Regions from separate parts of the Sus scrofa genome. Here all the other regions are linked to region 2. A link is a contact called in public Hi-C data. All regions are on one chromosome and are shown on one strand. Each heading gives the region's core, a stretch centred on a gene start, on an enhancer-like site or on the middle of the called end of the contact. The rest is flanking DNA. Distances are from core to core; before and after follow the strand shown.

What was found. Hi-C and Micro-C count contacts between places; a contact is called where the count stands out from the background.
Region 1: a Hi-C map of liver shows a contact between it and region 2, with 5 times the contacts expected there. The contact joins the promoter of CCDC124 here to the promoter of GTPBP3 in region 2. A contact is called at or near these places in 1 of 47 Hi-C or Micro-C datasets (liver) and 1 of 2 datasets of contacts at active chromatin or transcription factors (alveolar macrophages).
Region 3: a Hi-C map of liver shows a contact between it and region 2, with 6 times the contacts expected there. The contact joins the promoter of PIK3R2 here to the promoter of GTPBP3 in region 2. A contact is called at or near these places in 2 of 47 Hi-C or Micro-C datasets (liver and skeletal muscle).

Annotation. Positions count from the first base shown.
Region 1 is chr2:59,830,109-59,833,575 of Sscrofa11.1, forward strand. CCDC124 (coiled-coil domain-containing protein 124) reads right to left here and starts at 1,453. Exons shown (of 5, transcript XM_005654904.3): 1 at 1,342-1,453.
Region 2 is chr2:60,353,668-60,356,690 of Sscrofa11.1, forward strand. GTPBP3 (tRNA modification GTPase GTPBP3, mitochondrial) reads right to left here and starts at 1,736. Exons shown (of 8, transcript XM_021083561.1): 1 at 1,585-1,736; 2 at 992-1,245; 3 at 499-881; 4 at 277-349; 5 at 41-184. The coding sequence starts at 1,637.
Region 3 is chr2:59,650,459-59,653,491 of Sscrofa11.1, forward strand. PIK3R2 (phosphatidylinositol 3-kinase regulatory subunit beta) reads right to left here and starts at 1,617. Exons shown (of 16, transcript XM_021083506.1): 1 at 1,480-1,617. MAST3 (microtubule-associated serine/threonine-protein kinase 3) reads right to left here. Exons shown (of 28, transcript XM_021083495.1): 28 at 2,442-3,033.

The sequences.
Region 1 (3,467 bases), core at 203-2,702, 520 kb before region 2:
CATGTGATTGCAGGTTCAATCGCTAGCCTCGCTCAGTGGGTTAAGGATCCAGTGTTTGCTGTGAGCTGTGGTGAAGGTTGCAGACGTGACTCAGATCTGGTGTTGCTGTGGCTGTGATGTAGGCTGTAGCTCCAACCTGACCCCTAGGCTGGGAACCTCCATATGCCACAGGTTCGGCCCTAAAAAAAAAAAGGAAGAGAAAAAAGACACCAGAGCTCACTCTCTCCACCATGTGAGGACACAGTGAGAAGATGGCCGTTTGCAAGTCAGGAAGAGAGCCTGCACTGGGAACAAACCTTGAATTTAGCCTTCCCAGCCTGCACAATTGTGAGCAAATACGTTTCTGTTGTTTAAGCCACCCAGTCTGTAGTATTTTGTTATGGCAGCTGGTGCTAACTAATACAGTTTTTCTTCTTTGTTCGATAAATGCTCTCTCACACACTTTGTCATTCAGTAAACACGCACCGAGCACCTAGCATTACGTGTGGGATGCTGGGGAAAGGCATTGCTGATGGGCTTCCTGATTTAATGGAATTCCCAGGCTGGCTGAGAGACAGACAATAAGAATGGTAACTCAAGATCAGAGCTGTGGTGGGGACAAGCAGGTGCTAGGGAAGCTGGGAGGGGGCTTCCGACCTGTCTGTGGAGAGGTGGGAAGGGCGTGTCAGAGGGCTTCCTGGAGGAGACAGCTAAGAAAAGGCCTGAGGGAGTGGGGAGCCCCAAGCCCCCAGAAGTGTGGGGGAGCCAGGCTGGGAAAGGGGGATTTGTATTCCAGGGTTTGGGGAAGGTGCGGAGGGCGTCAGAGCCCTCTGGGCTTGGTGAGGAGGTGAACTGGATGAGTGAGACAGAAGCAGGGAGCTCAAGCAGGGGGTCTGGCTAAGCAGGGGTTAGTTAGGAGGGAGTCAAGAACCACGTGGTTGAGCGGTTGTGAAAGTAAGAGAGAGAATAAAAGATGAAACTCAACGCTGCCTCCTCCAAGAAGTCCTCCAGATACCTCTTCTGGGCTCCCCCAGACCGTCATCCTCTTCCCAGTCCTGACCCCATTACAAGAAGCCAGGGACGTCTGTACTCAGCACTGTTACCCCAAGTTTGTAAGCTGCTGAGGGAAGGGCTGGAGCTAGGTGGCCTAGAACAGAACACTGTCTCTCTGGGTCTCAATCGCCCGCTCAGGGAAATGGGGATAGCCTCCGCGGGAGCCCTGGAGCCTGGGGACCAGAGGTGCCCCCGTCTCTGAGCACCCCATCTCCAGCCCTTCCAGATGGGTGGTCCCAGACCCAGCAGCCTCGCGGGGCCCACCCGCACCCCGCCCCTCGGCTCCGCCCGCGCCGCCACTGTTCCTACCTCCTTCCCCCGGCGCCGGCCCGGTCGCGCCTCTGTGACGTCACCGAGGGGGGCCTGCGCTCAGAGCCCCGGGCGGCGCGCGCTGATTATGTCAGAGCTCCGTCGCCATCTTGGTAGAGAAAATACTGCCCTGGTCTCCAGTCCAAGTCCAGGAAGTTAGCCGTTTCTTTGTCTCTTCAGGGAGCGAATATTGTATAAACGCTCCTCCCCTGCGCTTACTTCAGATATTAACAAGTCAGGAGAGAAGATTAAAAGCTACAATCTAAAGCATTGCCTTTACCAAGATGGCCGTTGTCCAGATGAAAAATGGTTCCCTCGGCTTCACACGTGAGTTTAGTGGCCTCAGCCAGGAGTTGCTTGGCCGCCAGGGCGCGCCGGAACCCGCGGTCTACGCGTGGTTGGTTGATCCCCTTATCCAGAGGAAGCCTCTCAGGCAGGCTCTTCGCTGTCGCAGTCGCTTTGTGCTTTGAAGACTCTCATCTAGCCCACATTTTTTTGCCTCCCTTGTGCGAAGCTTAAAGTGGGAGGGAGCAGATTAAAGGGACAGAAATTAAAACACTCTGCGCTTTCCAGGTTCAGAGAACAGAAATTGAATTTGGGAGTTCCCGTCGTGGCGCAGTGGTTAACGAATCCGACTAGGAACCATGAGGTTGCGGGTTCGGTCCCTGCGCTTGCTCAGTGGGTTAACGATCCGGCGTTGCCGTGAGCTGTGGTGTAGGTTGCAGACTCGGCTCGGATCCCGCGTTGCTGTGGCTCTGGCGTAGGCCGGTGGCTACAGCTCCGATTGGATCCCTAGCCTGGGAACCTCCATATGCCGAGGGAGCGGCCCAAGAAATAGCAAAAAAGACAAAAAAAAAAAAAAAAAAAGAAATTGAATTTGACCAAAGTAATGGAAAGACTCAAATTCCTCCGGGACCATTCTCCTGGATTGCTATCACCCCCCCCACCCCGCTTTGTTTTGTTTTGTTTGTTTATGGCAGCGTCCAGGGCATACGGAGATTCCAGGCCAGGGATCAGACTGGCCACACAGCAGTGACCTGAGCCACAGCAGTGACAGTGCTGGATCCTTAACCCGCTGAGTCACCGAGGGAATTCCACATATCTTGCTCTTTTATTTTATTCAGCAATAGGTTTGGGGGGCCTCTTTGTCCAGGGCACCTGTATTTGTGCATTCACTAAGCCTCAGGGTCCTTCTCTGTAAAAATGGTTATATTAGGGGTCTGAGGATGACTGTACTGGGCCTGGCTGTAGGAAGAGAAGCAGGGCATGGATTTGGGGGCAGTTTAGGCAGGACAAGTTGACCACAGAGTTTGTTCTCCCGAAGGCAACCCCAGTGACACCTCAGGGACCTAAATTGGATCCGTGTATCTCCCCTGCTCTCAAGCCCCAAGTGGATCCCTACTGGCCTGCAAGACTGACCTCACCTCCCATTCCTCCTCATCCCCATTCTTTCTCAGCTCCAACCACATCAGCCTCCTTTCTCAAAATGCCAGATGAAGTCCCGCCTCAGGGAATTGGTCAGTGCTATTCCCCCTGCCCCTAGCTTTTTCCATGAATGACCCCTTCATTTTCTTCAGGACTTTGACCAGATATCCCTTCCTAAGAAGGACCTTACCTGGCCTCCCCAGGAGTTGGTGCCCCACCCCGGCCCTCTTTTTATTTCCTTCATAGCATCAGCCATTCACCTGGAACGATATTTGAGAAGAAGGCACTCAACATGAACATTTTATTGTTGTTCAGTATAGGGTGGGGAATGGAGGAGCCAAAGGCAACACCTAATTAAGCTTCTACTGGTAAAGAGCCAGTCTTTAAAAAGAAAAAAAAATTTTTTTTTTCTTTTTTCTTTTTTTTTTTTTTCCAATTTAAAGAAAGAGCCAGGCTTGTCACACCTTCCTGAGGACTGGGAACCTGTTATGTCTATTGACATAACTGAGGAGTACAGGTCAAGTGAATCGTTCCAGAACAAGCTAAGTCTTCTGCAGGGTGACTTCTGCCACCTCCCAGGCTACAGGGCATAGTTCCCATTCCTGAGGACTCCTGACTTCTATTGTTCTGACATTTTATAGCTCTTAAACGCTTGCATTCTCAAGTAAGCGTTGAGGTTCTACTCTGTGCCTGTGCTGAGA
Region 2 (3,023 bases), core at 486-2,985:
TATACCCCCTGCCCCGGGCCCCGCCCCCCTGCCCACGCACTGAGCAGGTTCACCAGGCTGCTCTTGCCGGCATTAGGAGGTCCAGCAACCACTACGTGCGCCCCTGAGCGAAGCCTCTGTCCACGCCTGGCATCTCGAAGGTGTGTGCCCAATGCCACCTCTAGCTCCCGCACTTCGCTGTCAGCTGTAGATGGAAGAAAGCAGGAGGGAGAGTAAGGGGGTCTCTAAGGGCTGAGATGCCAGATGTCCCCACCTCCCACCCCCAGGCAGACCCACCTTGATCCAGGACGCCCTCCTCTAGGTTGTCATCCTCACCAAAATCAATATAGGCCTCCACATGGGCCAGAGCCTGAAAGAGGTGAGTTTGGGTAGTGTGATCACCCAGGAACCCACCCCCCAGTGTGCCCAGGTCTGGCCCGGCCCAAGGTGCCCGACTGGGCTCACAGGAAGCTCTCATGCAGGTTAGACAGGCAAGTGATGAGCAAATGGTGTACTTGCCCTAGTGAGGGTCTCTGCCCAGCCTTGGCAGAGGTGGCCCAGCTCCCCGTCCAGCTGCCTCAAGGCCTGCCGCCGCTGCGCCTCAGTTTCTGCATGGATCAGATCTGCCAGCCCCTCTACCTCAGTCAGGCTCAGCTTCCCATGGGCGAATGCCCTCCTGGTGAACTCGCCTGCCTCTGCTGGCCGCAGCCCTGGCACACTGCCTGCAGGAAGGTTCAGGGTCCTAAGCCCCTTTTGGTTCCTATCCAGGCCCACTGGTATATAGCCACACCTTAAACCCAAGGCTGCAGACTCACCCAGGGCCTGCAGGACACCACTCACCACAGCTGGGCCTCCATGCACATGGAACTCCGCGCAATCCTCACCGGTGAAACTCTGGGGACCTAGTATGGTGAGGAGATAGGTGTCAGGAGGATACCACCTGGGTAAAAGTCCGGAAGGAGGAAGTTGGGTCATAGAAGCTATATGAGGTTGCAGATCTGAAGTCCCTCACCTGGAAACCAAAGCACCAGCGCGCGGTCCAAAGGCTCCCCAGAGCAGGGGTCGCTGAGGAGGCGCAGGCAGGCTTTGCGGGCCGGGGGTAAGTCCCGGGGCGCCGTAAGGCTCCGGAGGGCGTGCCCGCTGGCTGGGCCGCTGGTTCTAATGACAGCGATGCCGCAGCGGCCTTGGCCAGAGCTCAGTGCGAAGATAGTGGACCCGGGACCCAGGGCCGGGGCGCCACTGCTCTGGCGCGGGCACGGCCTGGAACTGGAAGAGGAGGAGAGTCAGTGTTCTGAGAAACTCTGCCGCCAGAGTGGCAGGTGGATCGAAGGCTAGATGGTCAGGAGATGCCCCAAGTGTAAGTTCTGCGGCCGGGGGGATGAAAAGATTGGAAGGTTTGAGGCCGTAAGATGACTGAATAGAGATGTCTGAGAGAAGTTGATCCACATGTGGGCTCTGCGGCAGGGGGATGGACAGAGCCTTGGAAGAAGACCAAAAATACGGCTCTGCCAAAGGGAACTGGACCTCCAGATCCTAGGGAGAGGATCTGGGCCCCAAGCAGCGCCCTACGCCGTCACACCCCCTCCCCCAAGTGAGAAGCCCCACCTGAGAGGCCCACGTGCCGCCCGGGCTACCAGGGTCCATAGTACCCGCCACATGGATTCACAATCAGCGACCAGCCTTGGCAGCGCCCAGCCGGGGCTAGCCCCGCCCACCTCGCGGCGTGATCCGTAAAGGGCTCAACAATTCTCGGTTACCATTGGGCCCCGTAGAAGACGTACCGCCCACCCACTGAAGATCTTAGCTTCTATTGGCTGATTCCAGGAAAGGACAGGGTGCTAGCACTCCGGGTGCAGCTAAATGGTGTTCCCCCTGCAACATTAGACAGAATTTTTGGGATCCTAGAGCAGCAGGGATCTGAGATACCGGAAAAGAGGGTGGGGGTAAGAACAGGGCTTGGCTTAGGGCGGTGGGAATTATGGAGAAGAAAGGATTTGAGTCCCGTTTGGCCACTACATAGCCTTAGGCGAAGCAAGAGCATCTCAGTGACCGGGAGAGAATTCCGGGGAACCTATGCACTGACCCTGGGAAAATCTTGTCCATACTTCTGGGAAGATTTCTAGTTTTCTCGGAACTCTACAGTTCTCACCCCTCCCTAGATTTCCTCCCGCTGTCTCCATGGCCTCGTATACCCTTCTTCCTCTGACAAGCTCAGCCTCAGTGCCTAGCTCCAAGGTCCCCTTTGCCAGGAAGCTTCCCTAGAACCCCCAGCACAGTCCTCTCGCCCCTCTGGGCTACTCTGGCCCAGGTCTGCTGCTGCAGAGTTGAGTGTTCGGTTGGTCTATGGCTCCCCGAAAGCCAGAGGGGAGTCTCAGAGATTACTTTCAGGTTAACCCAGGACAGCGGCGGCTGATGGAATAAAGCGCAGATGGTGGAATTCCAGGCACCGGACGGGTGGGATCTCAGCAGGACGCTTTCGCACGACTAATTCTCTGGTTCTAGGACGGAGCGGGAGGGCGGCGCTCATATACTTTGGGAAGACGAACAGGATACAGGTCTAAAGACCCCATGCCTCGCTCTGCTCAATTTTTTCATTTGTAAAGAAGGGCAAACGATGACATTCGCCGTCTCCGAGTTCTGTCTGTCGAAAGTATACATCAAGTGCCTACTGTGTGAGAACAGAATTTGCCTGGGACTCTGCGCGCGCTGGCTTTTCAGTCTAATGGAGGAGGCCATTCAGGGTGGTCGGGAGGTCCAAGTGACAGGCAAAATACAGGGCACTCAGTTAAATGTGAATTTCAGATAAACAATGAGTAACGTTTTAGTGTAACTATATCCCATGCAATACTTGGGACATACTGAAAATTTATTCATTTATCCGAAATTCACATTTAACTAGGAGGACTGTAATATTATTATTGTTGTTGTTGCTTTTTAGGGCCGCACCCGCGGCATATGGAGATTCCTGGGCTAGGTGTCGAATCGGAGTTACAGCTGCCAGGCTATGCCACACCCACAGCAACGCCAGATCCAAGCCACCTCTG
Region 3 (3,033 bases), core at 367-2,866, 700 kb before region 2:
GAAACTGAGGCTCAGAGCAGGGAGGCCTTGGTTGGACCAGCCAATGGACCAGGAAGCCAGGACTCAACTCAGATCCGCCCAACCTCACAAGACCCACGTGGCCAAACAGTTATACCCAGAGCGGGGAGGGTGTGAGGGGGAGGATGCTCATGGCGCTGTGGGAGCTCTAAGAGGTTGGGCCAGCTGGACACAGAAAGAGGCAGCAGGGGCGAAAGAGGGTAGGAGAGGTCCAAGGCAGAGGCCCCGCACAGGCAAAGGCCTAGAGGTGAGTCCAAACAAATGGATCTGCAGGAGAGAAGGGGACAGGAGTCCTGACATGGCTCAGTTTGGGGGCCACAGGAGGTACTCAACACATGAGAGGATGGGTAGGAGGCCCAGAGGACCTTGTCCCCATGGAGCCAGCAAGGGGTACATGGGGGTGGGGCATGGCTGCTGCCAAGGGGGAGGCTGCTGGAAGGGCAATGATCACCTCCCAAGAGCCCTCAGTCTCAGGCAGACACAGCCCAGCACAGACATCCAATCTCAGCCCTGCAGGTTGAGTTCTCCTGAGAGGTTGGGGATGGTGGTGGGGAGGGGTGGTGTTTTCTGGAGGGCGGGTCCTCACAGAGGACAGGAGGGGGTATTAGCCAGAGGGAACAGTACATGCAAAGGCTTGACTGCAAGAAATGCTTGCCAAGAGTTCAGGGTGCCTTAAGGAAGCCTCAGAACACGCAAGGCCTCGAGTGCCAGACAGAGAGTCAGGCTTTATTCTTCGATCACGCGGAGCGGCAAGAGGTATCTGAGCACGGAGCAAAAGCTCTACATTCCAACTTACCTGTTCCCTGGCCCCTGTGCCCCCACTGTACAGGTGGGGAAACTGAGGCCCAGCGAGAGGGACGTCCAAGAAACCTCCTGAATCCGTTTGTCTGCCCGCCTCCGCGCCCTGGCGTGCACACGTTTGCACATGCCCCGGTGAGCACGCCTGGGAACCAGCGCTCCTCGAACCTCGAATCCAAGAGGCGGGGTGGAGGGGACAGTCCTGGCTGGGGGCTTGGAGGCTGGACACAGGGCCTGCGTGCTCATGCGTGTGAAGACGCACTTTTGAGCCTGCGTGGACCCCGCAGACCAGTCCAGGGGCCGGAAGTGGAGTCGACCCTCTACTGTCTTGCACCCTACTATGCCCCACACAATGCCTGGGCGCCCCTCATTACTACTCGACGCCCTACTCCTGGCAGGGCCTCTCTCAATTCAGGGCCGCGGCTCCAACCCTTTATCTCTGCCTAGGGTCTCCCGTACTGCCCCCATCGTCTTGTCTCGGATGATGCACCGCAGCCAGATCGAGCCTGAGGCCTCCCGCTCCCTGCGGCCCCCTGTTCCCGCGGGGCCCGATGCAGCCCGGCTTGCGTTCTGGCTTCAACCGTGGCCCCACGCTCTGCTTGGGCGCCCTGCATTTAAGCGCACCCTTTGCCCGGCCTGCCACGCGGACCAGCCTGGACTTACCTGGTCGCGGCCGCCTCCGCCGCCGCCGCGGCAGCCGTCACGCCGAGCCGAGCCCGATCCGTGGCTACACCGCGGCCGCCGTCGCCGCAGCCGCGGGATCCCCGCCGCCGCCGCCGCCGCCGCCGCCGCCGCCGCCGCCGCCGCCGCGGTTCCGATCGGTCGGGCCCGCCTCCGGCGGAAACAGCCGAGTGTATTCGGGTAAGGCGGGTGAAACGAAGCGGAGGCGGAGGCTGGGGACACCCGAGTGCTTCCGGAAAGAGCCGAACGTACTCCCGCGGGACTGGAGGGTACGGGGGTGTTTGCCCCGGGATAACCGATCACTTCCGGAAATAACCGAGCACAATCGGGTCAGGTGAGCGACCCGAGCTCGGGTTGGCTAGGCTCGGCTGCTCTCAGAGAAGACCGAGCGATTCCGGAAATGGCCCGAGCGCGCTCTAGCTGGACTAGCCGAACAGGGGATGGGCCTGGAGACTTCGGAAAGTTTGTCAAGAACCAAGTGTGTTCGGTCCCAAATGAGGCCCTAGGAACTTAGATCCAAAGGCACCTTCCTGAAACTGTCGAAGCATGGACATCTCCAAAGGGCGGGTGAGGTGGCCCCAAATTCAAGAAACTGGAGGTGGCGGAGATGGGGGAAGGGGCTAGCCACAGAAACCTGAGCTTTTCAGGAAACAAGCTGATGGCCCAGAAGAAGCCGGGGTTGAAATCTGAGGTCTTCACGGTAGCCCAGAGGATCCGGGAACAGCTGAATCAACTCGCCGGTAGGGATAACTAACCCAGTGCCTGCCCAGATGCCCAGGCTGTTTCCGGAAATAGCCAAGACACTCGGAATCGGGAGGCGTGGCCAAGGGTTTCCGACCCTACGGGTTACTTCGGAGGTAACCGAAGGCACTCGGGCTGGTCTGGGTTCCGAAGGGGGTGAGGAGAATTGTAGGGGACAGCCCAAGCAAAGACTAATATAAAAAGGACACAGATGGTTTATTTATTGCCACAGCTTCGGGGCCCCAGACGAAGCCCTGAAGGACAGAGCCTCTGATGGGTACTCTGATGGGTACACGGAGAGGGCAGCTCAATGATGAACTCCCAGCAGCCTTCAAAACCCACTTCAAGTGACTTTGAGCCACGGGTCTGTTTTCATCCCGCCTCCACCCCACTCTTCCCTTACCCTTTTCTTGGCCCCTCACAAATCCAGACATTGGACCTCCTTTTTGTAAATGTGGGCTTTTATTCACTGTCAGCTCCGGGGTGGAAGGCGGGAGCAAGTCATGCACAGCCTTGGTCTAGCTCCAACACTAGGTGGTGCTGCATGGGTGTCTCCAGAAGGAATGCAGACTGGGCTGCAGTGCCTGGAAAGTGCCCTCACCACGTAGGACACAGAGATCTTGCTAACAACCCACAAATGGGAGAAAGGGAGGCTCTGAGGTGCCCAGTGGGTCACTTAGCATCACAGGGGAGAGAGCTGGAATCTGCTCTGACATTAGATCCAAGCTCCAGAGAGACAGAGCCTGGCTGCATGACTCTCACCAGGCAATCATGGGACAAATCTCTGCCTCTCCC